Linked DNA regions of Mus musculus: all the other regions are linked to region 3. A link is a contact called in public Hi-C and promoter capture Hi-C data. All regions are on one chromosome and are shown on one strand. Each heading gives the region's core, a stretch centred on a gene start, on an enhancer-like site or on the middle of the called end of the contact. The rest is flanking DNA. Distances are from core to core; before and after follow the strand shown.

What was found. Promoter capture Hi-C pulls out the DNA fragments that hold promoters and counts their contacts. Hi-C and Micro-C count contacts between places; a contact is called where the count stands out from the background.
Region 1: a contact with region 3 is called in a promoter capture Hi-C map of cranial neural crest. The contact joins the promoter of Cd151 here to the promoter of Lrrc27 in region 3. A contact is called at or near these places in 2 of 39 promoter capture datasets (cranial neural crest and pre-B cells).
Region 2: a Hi-C map of CD4 T cells shows a contact between it and region 3, with 3 times the contacts expected there. The contact joins the promoter of Tollip here to the promoter of Lrrc27 in region 3. A contact is called at or near these places in 2 of 484 Hi-C or Micro-C datasets (B cells and CD4 T cells).

What each region holds. Positions count from the first base shown.
Region 1 is chr7:141,465,683-141,468,922 of GRCm38.p6, forward strand. Cd151 (CD151 antigen) reads left to right here and starts at 1,680. Exons shown (of 8, transcript NM_001111049.1): 1 at 1,680-1,784; 2 at 2,737-2,864. Cracr2b (calcium release activated channel regulator 2B) reads left to right here. Exons shown (of 10, transcript NM_001025103.2): 8 at 1-3; 9 at 84-155; 10 at 364-920. The coding sequence ends at 541. It overlaps Gm10575 (predicted gene 10575), which reads right to left and starts at 2,089. Exons shown (of 2, transcript NR_152219.1): 1 at 1,200-2,089.
Region 2 is chr7:141,900,914-141,904,369 of GRCm38.p6, forward strand. Tollip (toll interacting protein) reads right to left here and starts at 1,548. Exons shown (of 6, transcript NM_023764.4): 1 at 1,363-1,548. The coding sequence starts at 1,395.
Region 3 is chr7:139,210,749-139,214,368 of GRCm38.p6, forward strand. It overlaps Lrrc27 (leucine rich repeat containing 27), which reads left to right and starts at 2,240. Exons shown (of 11, transcript NM_027164.1): 1 at 2,240-2,519. It also overlaps a transcript of Stk32c not described here.

The DNA of each region.
Region 1 (3,240 bases), core at 430-2,929, 2.3 Mb after region 3:
AAGGTGTGGTGAAGTGCCTGTGGTGAGGGTAGAAGGGTCTGTCCCCCCAACCCACATCTGGATCACAGCCTTCCTGTCCACAGAGATGTGGTTGCTGTCTCCAGGAATATGCAGAAAGAGAAACTCAGCCTCCTAAGGCAGCTGGAGCTGCTGAGGTGGGTCAGGCCTGCCTGGGCTAATGGGAAGTGGTTTCAAGTTTCCAGATAGTATTGGCTCCTACCCATGTTGCTGGAAGTCCTTATGTCTGCCCTATAGCCTTCATGCGGCTGGCTCTGTAGTCCTCTTGACTCAGGGAAGGCATCTCCCCCATGCACTTTTTCCTCTAGATCTTAGCCTCCTCGGTCTCCTACCTCTCTTTTCTAGGGAGCTGAATCTGAGGCTTCGAGATGAGAGAGATGCCTGTGAGACCAAGCTGCTGGGCAGTAGCCACAGGAAGGCTCTAGCTATTGCCCACAAGCCCGGACCCATCTACTGCTGCTGCTGCTGTGGCTGGGCTCGGCCCCCCAGACGAGGCTCTGGCCATCTTCCTAGTGCCCGATGACCAGCCCCGAGTGACTCACTTCCCTATCCAGAGGACTGCCCCTAGGAGGGACTGGTCTTGGTGGCGGATACTTGCTAAGTGTGTGGCTCTACCCAGAAGGCATCCCATGCCTGAAGGAGCTAACCTCAGAGTAGTCAAGGCCTTCAGTCCTTCAGTCTTTATCCTGTCTTCCTTTTTTTTGGGGGGGGGGGTTTCGAGACAGGGTTTCTCTGTGTAGCCCTGGCTGTCCTGGAACTCATTCTGTAGACCAGGCTGTCCTCGAACTCAGAAATCCGCCTGCCTCTGCCTCCCGAGTGCTGGGATTAAAGGCGCGTGTGCCACCACGCCCGGCTATCCTGTCTTCCTTAATCTTTGTCTGAAGGACCAATAAAGGCCATTGTATACTGTGTACTCCTTGGCTCTTGTGTGTTTGGGAGCCACGGTGCATTTGTGGTTCATGCTTGGTATCCATGGCACAAGGTGACATGGAGGGGTTTACAGGTGCACATTAACCCCTTCGTTCCTGCAGCTGGGGGTTCCTGTGTGCTTGTGTGTGTTCTGTGATTCTGGATATTCACCAAGCCCTCACCCATTCCTCCCAGCTGAAGCTCCCAGGACTCAGGTTTCAACAGGTGTCCGCTCCCACGCTAGTCCACACGTGGAAGGTCCCGCTCCTCACCTCCGTGGTCAGCTAGCTTTCTGGTCCAGGTCCTTTATCCATCATCCTTTGGCACAGTTCCTAGCCAGACCATATGCCACCCACACTGGGCACCTCTCGCAGGGCCCTCATGTCTCTATGGAATCTTCTGGCACCCTCCACACTGTATCTGGAGTTTCCCCTCTAGCATTTCTTCAGCCGCTAGAACCTGCAGCTTTAGAGTGGTTCTCCCGGCTTAGACTAGAGAAACTGGTCTTGACCTCAGTTCTGGACCTCTGGTGGGCTAGGTGCCACCTTCCCCACCTCTTCGCTCCCCACCTGGGTTCTACCTCTGGTCTAGCTCCTCTGTCTCTGGGCGAGTTGGGGCTTTTGATGACAAACGGGGCACCTTTAAACTAACTTTACAGACCCACAGGTCTCTCTGGCGCGCGCCTTAGCACCAAACCAGTTAGGACTTGCCTGCCCAGGCCGGCCGTGGGCGGGGCTGCGCCCGGGGCGGGGTCGCGCGCAGGGCGTGTCCTCGCAGGCCCCGGGCCGAGCGTTCTCTGTACTCCGAGTGATCGCTCCTACCGTGGCTGCCGGGGCTGGTATTTCAAAGCGTGGTTGGTGAGTGCTCCGTGAAGCATAGCCGGAGGGTGTGGGGAGCAGTGTCCTGAGTTCCTCGCTCACTGGTGTTCCTAGTCTCCAAGCTGGCCTCAGGGACGCCCAGGAGGCAGAGCCTGAGGTAGGACAGGGTTGCAGACTCCTTTCCGGAAGATCGACGCCGGGGCCGGGCAGTTAGAAGGCCGGAGGGGGAGGGGTGAGGGAGAGAGCTTCTGTGGTTCTTGAGCAGGCCTGACGGTCTCTTTCGTGCAGAAACCCAGAAATTTAAAAGTCTGACCACCCTATTCATTGTCCCTGGACACCGGTTCCCTCCCCTGAGACCGCAGGTCCGCCCACTGGCACGGGGCGGGGGAGGGCGGCAGGGGCGGTGGTGACTTCATCTCTGTGACGCGGGGATTCCTCGCCCAGCCCACTTCAGTGTTTAATCGGGTCGGTGGGGCGGGTGCCGAAGGCCCAGGACAGGTCCAGGAGCTAAGTGTAGGGCGGTTGTGTCCAGGCCGCAGGAGCTATTTCTGGCTGGTCCAGGCTCTCACACCGGCACTTTCACAGAGAATTTACATCCAGTCTGCTGATTGTCTCTTGGCTTAGGTTGATGGATGTGTCTAAAAGCCCATAGATTCTGGGCTTTTAGAGCCTGGCCCCGGGGGTTTGCATTGTGGCCAGGCTTCTTTATGTCATTGCCCGCTTTCAGTGAGGCAGCATGCATTTTTGGGTCCCATCTCCAAATAGAGCTCTGAAATCTCTCCCACTTTCCAAAATGGACAGTCGATGCATCCTCCTTCAGTTTGCGGTCGCTGCTGTTTGGTGGGGGAGGGACTGTGATGGATGGGACTGGAAGGTGGGGCACTTGGAGAAGGCATTTGGTCCCTCCCTAGATCAGGCAGGTCAGCCATGTTCTTTGGCCTGCCGCCGTCCAGTAGAAAACAGCAGGCCTGCCTGTTATGCTTCCTTGCAGATCTGGTGGCTCTGAGAACCATTTTGACCACTGCTTAAGCTTCTGTAGTTGGAGTGGCAAGATCCCACCTGCTAGGTGAAGGGCAGAGAGTGACTTTTGACCTGTACCTGCTGGTCCTGACTTGAGAGGTGAGAGCTGGTGCCTGGGCAGAGCCTCAAGGCCCCTGGCTAACAGTTCTGCTTAGGTGTGTGTCTGGGAATCTGACCTGCGTCAGCCGAGGTCTGTACACTGTCCTCAGTCAGACAATAGTGTGTCTAGGGCAGGGTGTGACTAGGGGACTCCTGGAGGAGTGGCACATTCACATATGTGGAACTGGGACCTCCCCCTACAGTCGGGAGGAGAGCTGGTTGTACAGGCTCCACCTACCGGCATCTTATTGTCTCTGCCCTGGCTGGTAGTAGAGTCAGCTCAGAGTCCTCACAAACTGTCCCTTAGGGTGGCCTGAGCTCTCTGCCATATCTGGGAACGGGTATGAGTGGTAAGTACCTAGCAGCCTGATTGTGG
Region 2 (3,456 bases), core at 298-2,797, 2.7 Mb after region 3:
AAGAAAGGGTCCACTCTCCTTGGCCATGTGTCCACTTGGCAGGGGATATGAAAAGGGCAAAGCTCTGTCTCCCTTTCTCCTCTGGCAGCCACCATCAATCTTCTATAGTTTGCTGAGACACCGTGAGGATGAAGAAGGGTTGATGAACATGAAAGTAACTCCAACATTGGAAATCTCCATCCAAGTTTGACAGTGGCTCAGGAGATCTGGCTTCAAAGCCCTCCTAAAAAGCATCTAACAAGCCTGAGGCTTTCTTCAAAGTCAGGAAATCAGTAATCTATCCCAAGGAGTTACCTGTTACACACACACACACACACACACACACACACACACACACGCACACACACACACACAATCAACACCAAGCTGTCAGGGTGAAAAAACTCTGGGAAACCACAGGCTTTGCAGGCACACTCAATATTAACTTCAGGGGAAAAGGCACTGAGGTGCTGATCAGAACAATGTTCTACTCCACACAGCCACAGTTGGCTAACAACATCCCACCCACACCAGTCTCAGGGAGCTACTGGGAGGCCATACACACTAGGGGAGGTGAGACAGGTAGTATAATAGAACCCAAGACAATCCTGAAGAGACAACCCTGTTGGGTCTTCCAAGTTCTCTGCTCCCCTCTCCTCGTTTATAAATGAAGAAATTGAGGCTTGAAAAGGTAGCCACTAACTAAGCTCAAGAGGTAGTACCCTATTTTCTATAGATGTTAGGGAGAAGAGGAAACTGTCACAAGTAAGGACAGACTACAAAGTGGGATCTTTCACCATTTCTGAAACCAAGGAGACCAGGTTATCTCTCTCCTTTGGGGGACCAAAGGTGTCCGACTCCACTCCTCTGAGAGACGGGGAACCAAGGCACCTCTCAGTTTGGGAAATTAATGTAGTCAGTACCACTCTCAATCTGGGAGACCAAGAGTCAGGGCTTGTGTCCATCTGGGAGACCAAGCAGGTGATAGATCTGAGAACGTAAGGGGTTCAGGGCCCTTTCTATCTGAGGAACTAAGGGAAGTCGGGGTCCCACTCCATCTGGGGACCAATGGGGTAAGGTTTCTTCTGTGTAGAGGAACCCTATTCAGGGCCTCCACCCAGGAGGACCACGGGAGTCAGGATCCCTCTCCATGAAGGAGGCCAGGAGCTTCAGGGCCCGTGGGCATCTGGGGAACCATCAAATTCTGCCTTCCTCCACCCCAGATGTCCGATAGACGAGAGTCGCTGCTCCGGGTGGGTACCCGAAGGTAGGACCCGCGAAGCCCCGGGACGGAAGAGCAACCCGCGAGGGGCCCCGTAAAAGACTGAGGAGTCCGACCCCAGGCTCCACTGCCCCAGCCAGGCTCTGGCCCAGAGCACTCACCGGCCCGCGCTGCGTGCTGACGGTGGTCGCCATGGTGCTGCGGCGGCCCTCTGCCTCGCCAACTGCACAGAGACCCGCCGGGAGAGCTCTTCCGCTCCCACCACAAGCTGCGTCGCCGACCGTTGTCCCGCGAGGCAATCGGCTCTTCAGTCAGCTGACAGTCGCCCCGCCCCGCCCCACCCCGGCGTTCCCAAAGCACAGAGCTTGGCAATAGCTGGCCCCGCCCCTTCCGGCTAATCCGCGCACGCGTGTTCCGACCTCAGGGGGAAATGGGTCTCCCGTACACGCCTGCGCAGTGGCTCCCTTCGGGCGCTCAGCAGCCCGTTAAAATGGCTGTCAGACTGTTTGCGCATGCCTAAACCTGAACACTCTCCTGCGGGCAGAAGCCTGCTCACCCAGTCGCATACACCTAGAACAGGGACGCACATCTCAATTCGGTCGAGTTGCCACAGCGTCTAGTCACCTAACTGGAGATAGCTGTGATACCACCGCTTGCAGGTGCGTGATCCGCTTGGAGAAAACTGAGGTTTGGCTGCCTGAGCGAAAAAAAAAACAGATGGCAGTAGAACCAGCTACCCTCAAGCTCTTGAATTACCTCAAAATTCTGTGGGAGGGAGAACATTTATATTTAAATTTTAAAAGAAGAAACCAAGCTGAAGGAGAGACAAGAGTGGGACGGAAAACTTCCACCAGCCTTGGATTTGCTAAATGAATGGAGAGATGAAGATCTGTCCCTAGGAAACCCGGGCCACCCACTCTTGCCTTTTCAGAGCACTCTCTTCAGAAGAATACTTGGCCAGATAGAACCAGGGTAGTTCCTATAAGGAGTTTACCCTATGGTGGTCACCAGTCTGTAGGTCCCCTTTTACTTGTGCGGCAATAGACTTGGTACTGTCTAGGAGTACCAAGAACATTTCCTCACTCACACCATGTTCTCTTGTGTTCCTTTCATCTTTAAGATTACATCTTCCAACTCTAGTGACAGTCTCTACCTTGGCATAACATGGGACTGCATCTGGGCTCTGTTCCTGGACACTGATCTATATCCAGTTCTCACCGGTCTCTAGCTCCTGTTGCCCAAACTGTCATCTCTATGCTGATAAAGCTAAGACACAAAAGACTATCCATTGTGGCAGACAGAGTTTTAAAGAGACCCCTGATCTCTCCTGGTGTCCACATCCCTGCTCAATCCTTTCTTCTTGGTTATAGACAAAACCTGTGACTTGTGTCTAAACATGCAGCAGACAACCTGTTGTATAAAATTATATCTGGATAGCACAATAGGATCCCCTTGTGACTAAGACCACACATATGGCCTCTGATGAATCCCAAATCCTTCAGTACTAAGCAGTTTAAAAAAGACACACACCACCACCAACAACACCAAGGGGGAATTGTTCCCAAGAAAAAACTTTATCTCATAAAATGCTTCAGTACGTTCCTGAAATCAGTTCAAGCCCTGGCACAGTCTGTCAGAGCAGAACCACAGCATTTGTTCTTCCTTGACTTAAAGCTCTCTCATGGTGGGGATCACGTGGCTGGACATAATCTTACTTGTTTCTACTAGATTTGCAGCAGATAGAAACTCTGGTATAGGTGGACTATGATAAAATTCACCTAGGTTACTTTGCAGAAACTTGAAAACTAGCTCTGCTGCTAGTACTGACTCCACTCAGCAGAGAGGTTATGGGTAACAGAAAATGGATGAAAGGCTTAGCATCTCTGTGTTCATCATCTTGTATTTGTCCCCTTTGTTGCCTTCACTCTTGACTCGGATTTGTAGTGCTTTTCTATTGATGGGATAAGACCAAGGTAACTTACAGAAGAGTTTAATTTAGACTTATGGTTTCAGAAGGTTAGAGTCCATGATGGTGGAGCAGAGATAGCAGGTGGCTGGAGCAACCACTGAGAGGCAAGCAGGAGACAGAGACATATTAGGATTGGGATCAGTCTTTTGAAACCTCAAAGTCTTTCCCTAGTGACATACCTCCTCCAACAAGGCCACACCTCCTAACCCTTCTCAAATACACCACTGAGGATCAATTAATCCAATGTGAGCCTATGGGCTCAACTGCCACAAGATGCTACTCAACT
Region 3 (3,620 bases), core at 990-3,489:
GAGAGAGAGAGAGAGAGAGAGAGAGAGAGAGAGAGAGAGAGAGAGAGGAGAAAAGAGTTAGACATGAAAAATGAGGTTTGCACCCCAGGGGGAAAGCTTTAGTGAGCTGGTAGATGGCCATGGCAGGAGCTGGGTAAGTCTGAGGAAGAACCATTCTGAGGAGGGGAGGGGGGAATAGTGAGGGGTTGCTAGCAATGTGAGTCAAGGTCAGGGTGTAGACATGTAATAAAATGGCAGAAAAAAGGCTGGCAAGAGCCTGAGCACAGGACATAGTCCCCACCAGGCACAGAATGAAACCTGGTATGCACCTAGAAACACAGGGATGCAGATTTCGGAAGGGTTTCAGCTTCCTTCACTGAAATGGCAATGGGGCTGGCAGCAGCCTTTTCAACCGCAGCCAGCAAGCAATATCTTTAAAATTCTGATAGAAAATTGTTGTCAACAAGGAACTCCGTACCAGTTAAATAGTCATTCAAGAATTAGATGAAAACAAAGAGGCTACATTCATAAGCTTAAGGAGAATAGCCCAGAAACACTTGCCAAGAGAACTACTCAACAGAGGCGGTTTAGCTGGGTAATAAAGTGAGCACAAAAAAAGGCAAGATGAGTTCCTACATATAATTAACTACCAGATACAAAAACCAATTTTATGGGCTTCTAAAGGAAATCAAAACTCAAGACAACCGTAGGATGAAGCAGTGGGCTGAGATGCTGCTAGGCTGGAGTACCCAGTGGCTCCCCGAGGTGCCTATGGACACCAGTTCCCAGCACATGACCATTACACCAAGCATCTCATTTTGCCAATCAAATGTGTATAAATTAATGTCTAATTTTGGATATAATTCTATTTTCCTAGTAGCAGGAAAGGTGGAGCATGTGTACTTGTGTGCGTGTGCATGTGTGTGTGTACATATCTGCACACATATGTGGGTGGGTATATGTACATATGTAGAGGTTGAATGTCAACTATGGGTGTTGTTCCTAAGGAGCTGTTAACTTGTTTGTTTTGTTTTTTGACACAGGGTCTCACTGGCTTAGAGCTCCACAGTGGTTGAGGCTGGTTGGCCGGTGAGCCCTCAGAATCCGCTTGCCTGTCTCCAAGAACAGGAATTATAGGCATACACTGCTGCACCTGAACTTTTTAAATGGATTCTGGTGATCCCATGAGTACGTGGCAAGCATTCCACTGAGAGCCACCAGAAAGGGGCCTCTCTGATGGCCTGTGTGGCCAGGCAGGAATGCCCTGCCTGCTCTGTATCCTAACGCTCCTCACAGCACCTCTTGACCCCAAGCTTTAGCAACCTGTAACCAATGGAACACTCGGGGGGATTCCAGCTGCCAGCCGCCATCTCTGCAGTGTTGAAGGGACATCAGGAGACATTTGATCAGAGGGCTACTGGGCTCCCACAACTCTTGAGTTTCCTAGGTTTTCTTGTTTTCTTGTTTGGGGATATTTTCTTACAACTTACTCCCATCTCACTTTCAGTCCTAAAGAATATATTAGTAAATGAATTGAAAATTCTATTCTATTATTTAAATTTATTATTGCATTCATATAGGGGATACCACAGGACAACTCTGTGGAATTGGTTCTCCCCTACCTAGGTTCTAAGCATTAACTCATCTTGCTGGCCTGAGTAAACAAAATTTGCTGTTGTTTTGGATCTAGACTTCCACTTTGGTCCCATCTTATACTTTCAGTTCCATCCTGCTTTGCTACTTCAAAAATGTTTAGCAAGATTATATCACTGAGCACGTTAGCTAAGGGCATAATTCAATGTCCAGGCCAGTTCATTTCCGATAGTTTCCCTTAGAATTGATGACGTGTCATGTTGCTCTGTGTGTGACACATTACTCACTAAAAACGGTGGAAATTGCTAAGATCTCAACTTCTGGCCCCCAGAAAGGAGTGACCCATATCACTTCATTGGTCAGGATCCTCTAGAATCCGCAGCGGGCCTTCTATCCCCACCAGATCTGATACTAAGGCAGTTTACCACGTTCCCGTAATTTCTCTTTTCGGGAGGGATCCTTTTTCTCTAAAGGTTTAGGGTCTATGGACTTGGTTGACCTGCCTCCCAGAATACCCTGCTCTGCAGGTTTCTAAATGGAAAAGGACAGCCTCCAAGTTTCCACACTAGGAGAGTCTGTGCAGATCCAGGCCCCAGGACAAAAGGGCCAGCAAACCCGGCACCAGCCTGGGAAGCCGAGAGCGCAGCACTGCGGCAGCTGCTTCTGCGCAGGCGCGGAGGGCAGCGGTCAGTTCCAGAGGCCTGAGGCCCGAGGGTCCATGGCCCTGGAAGACGGTCTGGTCAGCAGAAGCATCACTCGACCTCCTTCGGGTCCCCAAGCCCTCCCCGAATCCACCAGCCCATCCTCTCGAAGTTTCTTTCTGGCCTTGTCGCCCACCTCCAGCATAAGAGGCGGTAAGCGCACGCGCACCGAAGCTATCCCAAGCCAGACCTGCGACTTGATGCCTTCCGGCCTCCGTACCGCAGCAGCGTCTCCATGGCGACCTGGTAAACCGCGCAGCTCGCTGGTTTGTTAGGTGGTGCCTGAGCCTCTCGGAGGCGGGGCAGCCGACGTGTCAGGGCGGAGTCGCAGGTGGGCGGGGAAGAGCAACGGGGCTGGAGGGTGGGATAGCTGTTACGTCAGTCACCGCTAGCCGGCTGCACTGGATGGGACCCGGCCACCAGGTTGTGGGGCGGGGTCACAGTCTGGCGGGCGGGAGTAGACGCTGGGTTGGGTTGAGGAGACCGCCACAGACTCACAGAGCAGTGAGTCTGGTCTGCTGGGGGTCCTGTGAACGTCAGCCTTTGATGGCGCGGTGGTGGGAGAGAACTATGACTAGATCCCCTACCCTTTTACAGTGGCCGCACCTGGGAAGATGGGATTGAGGTCCAAAAGTCGAGTTCCCCTACCAGCCCAGTCTGGAAACAGCATCACTAGTCCCCTGCCTCCCTCTTGTCCACACATTTTCCTTACAATGTAATTTGATGGAGGCAGAATCTTTCCTCCTAATTCCAAGGTGTAGAAAAAAAATACAATAAGCCGTAGACTATGCAAAGGCTTGGAGACCTTAGGGAGACCCATTACCCAGCTTGGGGGGGGGGGTGGCATATCTCCTGCCAACGCAGACCTAGGTTCCCCATGAATTGTACACCTTTAAGACCAGCTCCTTAACTGAAAAGTCACCCGCTCCTTAAAGGAGAGTGAAACTAGGAAAGTGTGCCAGCATTTGGCAGATCTTTCAGCCATCCTCTTTGCTTGGATGGTTTTGCAAGTAATACCCTGGCTAAGCAACAGGATTATTGAACTAAGATGCAAGATTGTCATTGCCCAGGTTTTTCCCTAGTGCCCACCTAGATACCTCTTTGGTCTGGTCTGGGCCAGTGTGGGAGGCAGGGGTTGGCTTCCTGACTTCAGAGTCTTGGATACAAGAAGCAGAGGAATTTCCAGGGTGGAAATAGGAAACTGTCTTATCTCTTCCCATCTTACAGGTGTTTTGCAAACTTGAAAAGTCCCCCGGTGTTTTCATCCTGGATGCTTGTTTCCACTGGTATCTTCCAGTTAGACTGTAGTCAGGTGGCTGTTTGCTTGTCATCTAAGCACTTTGGAGG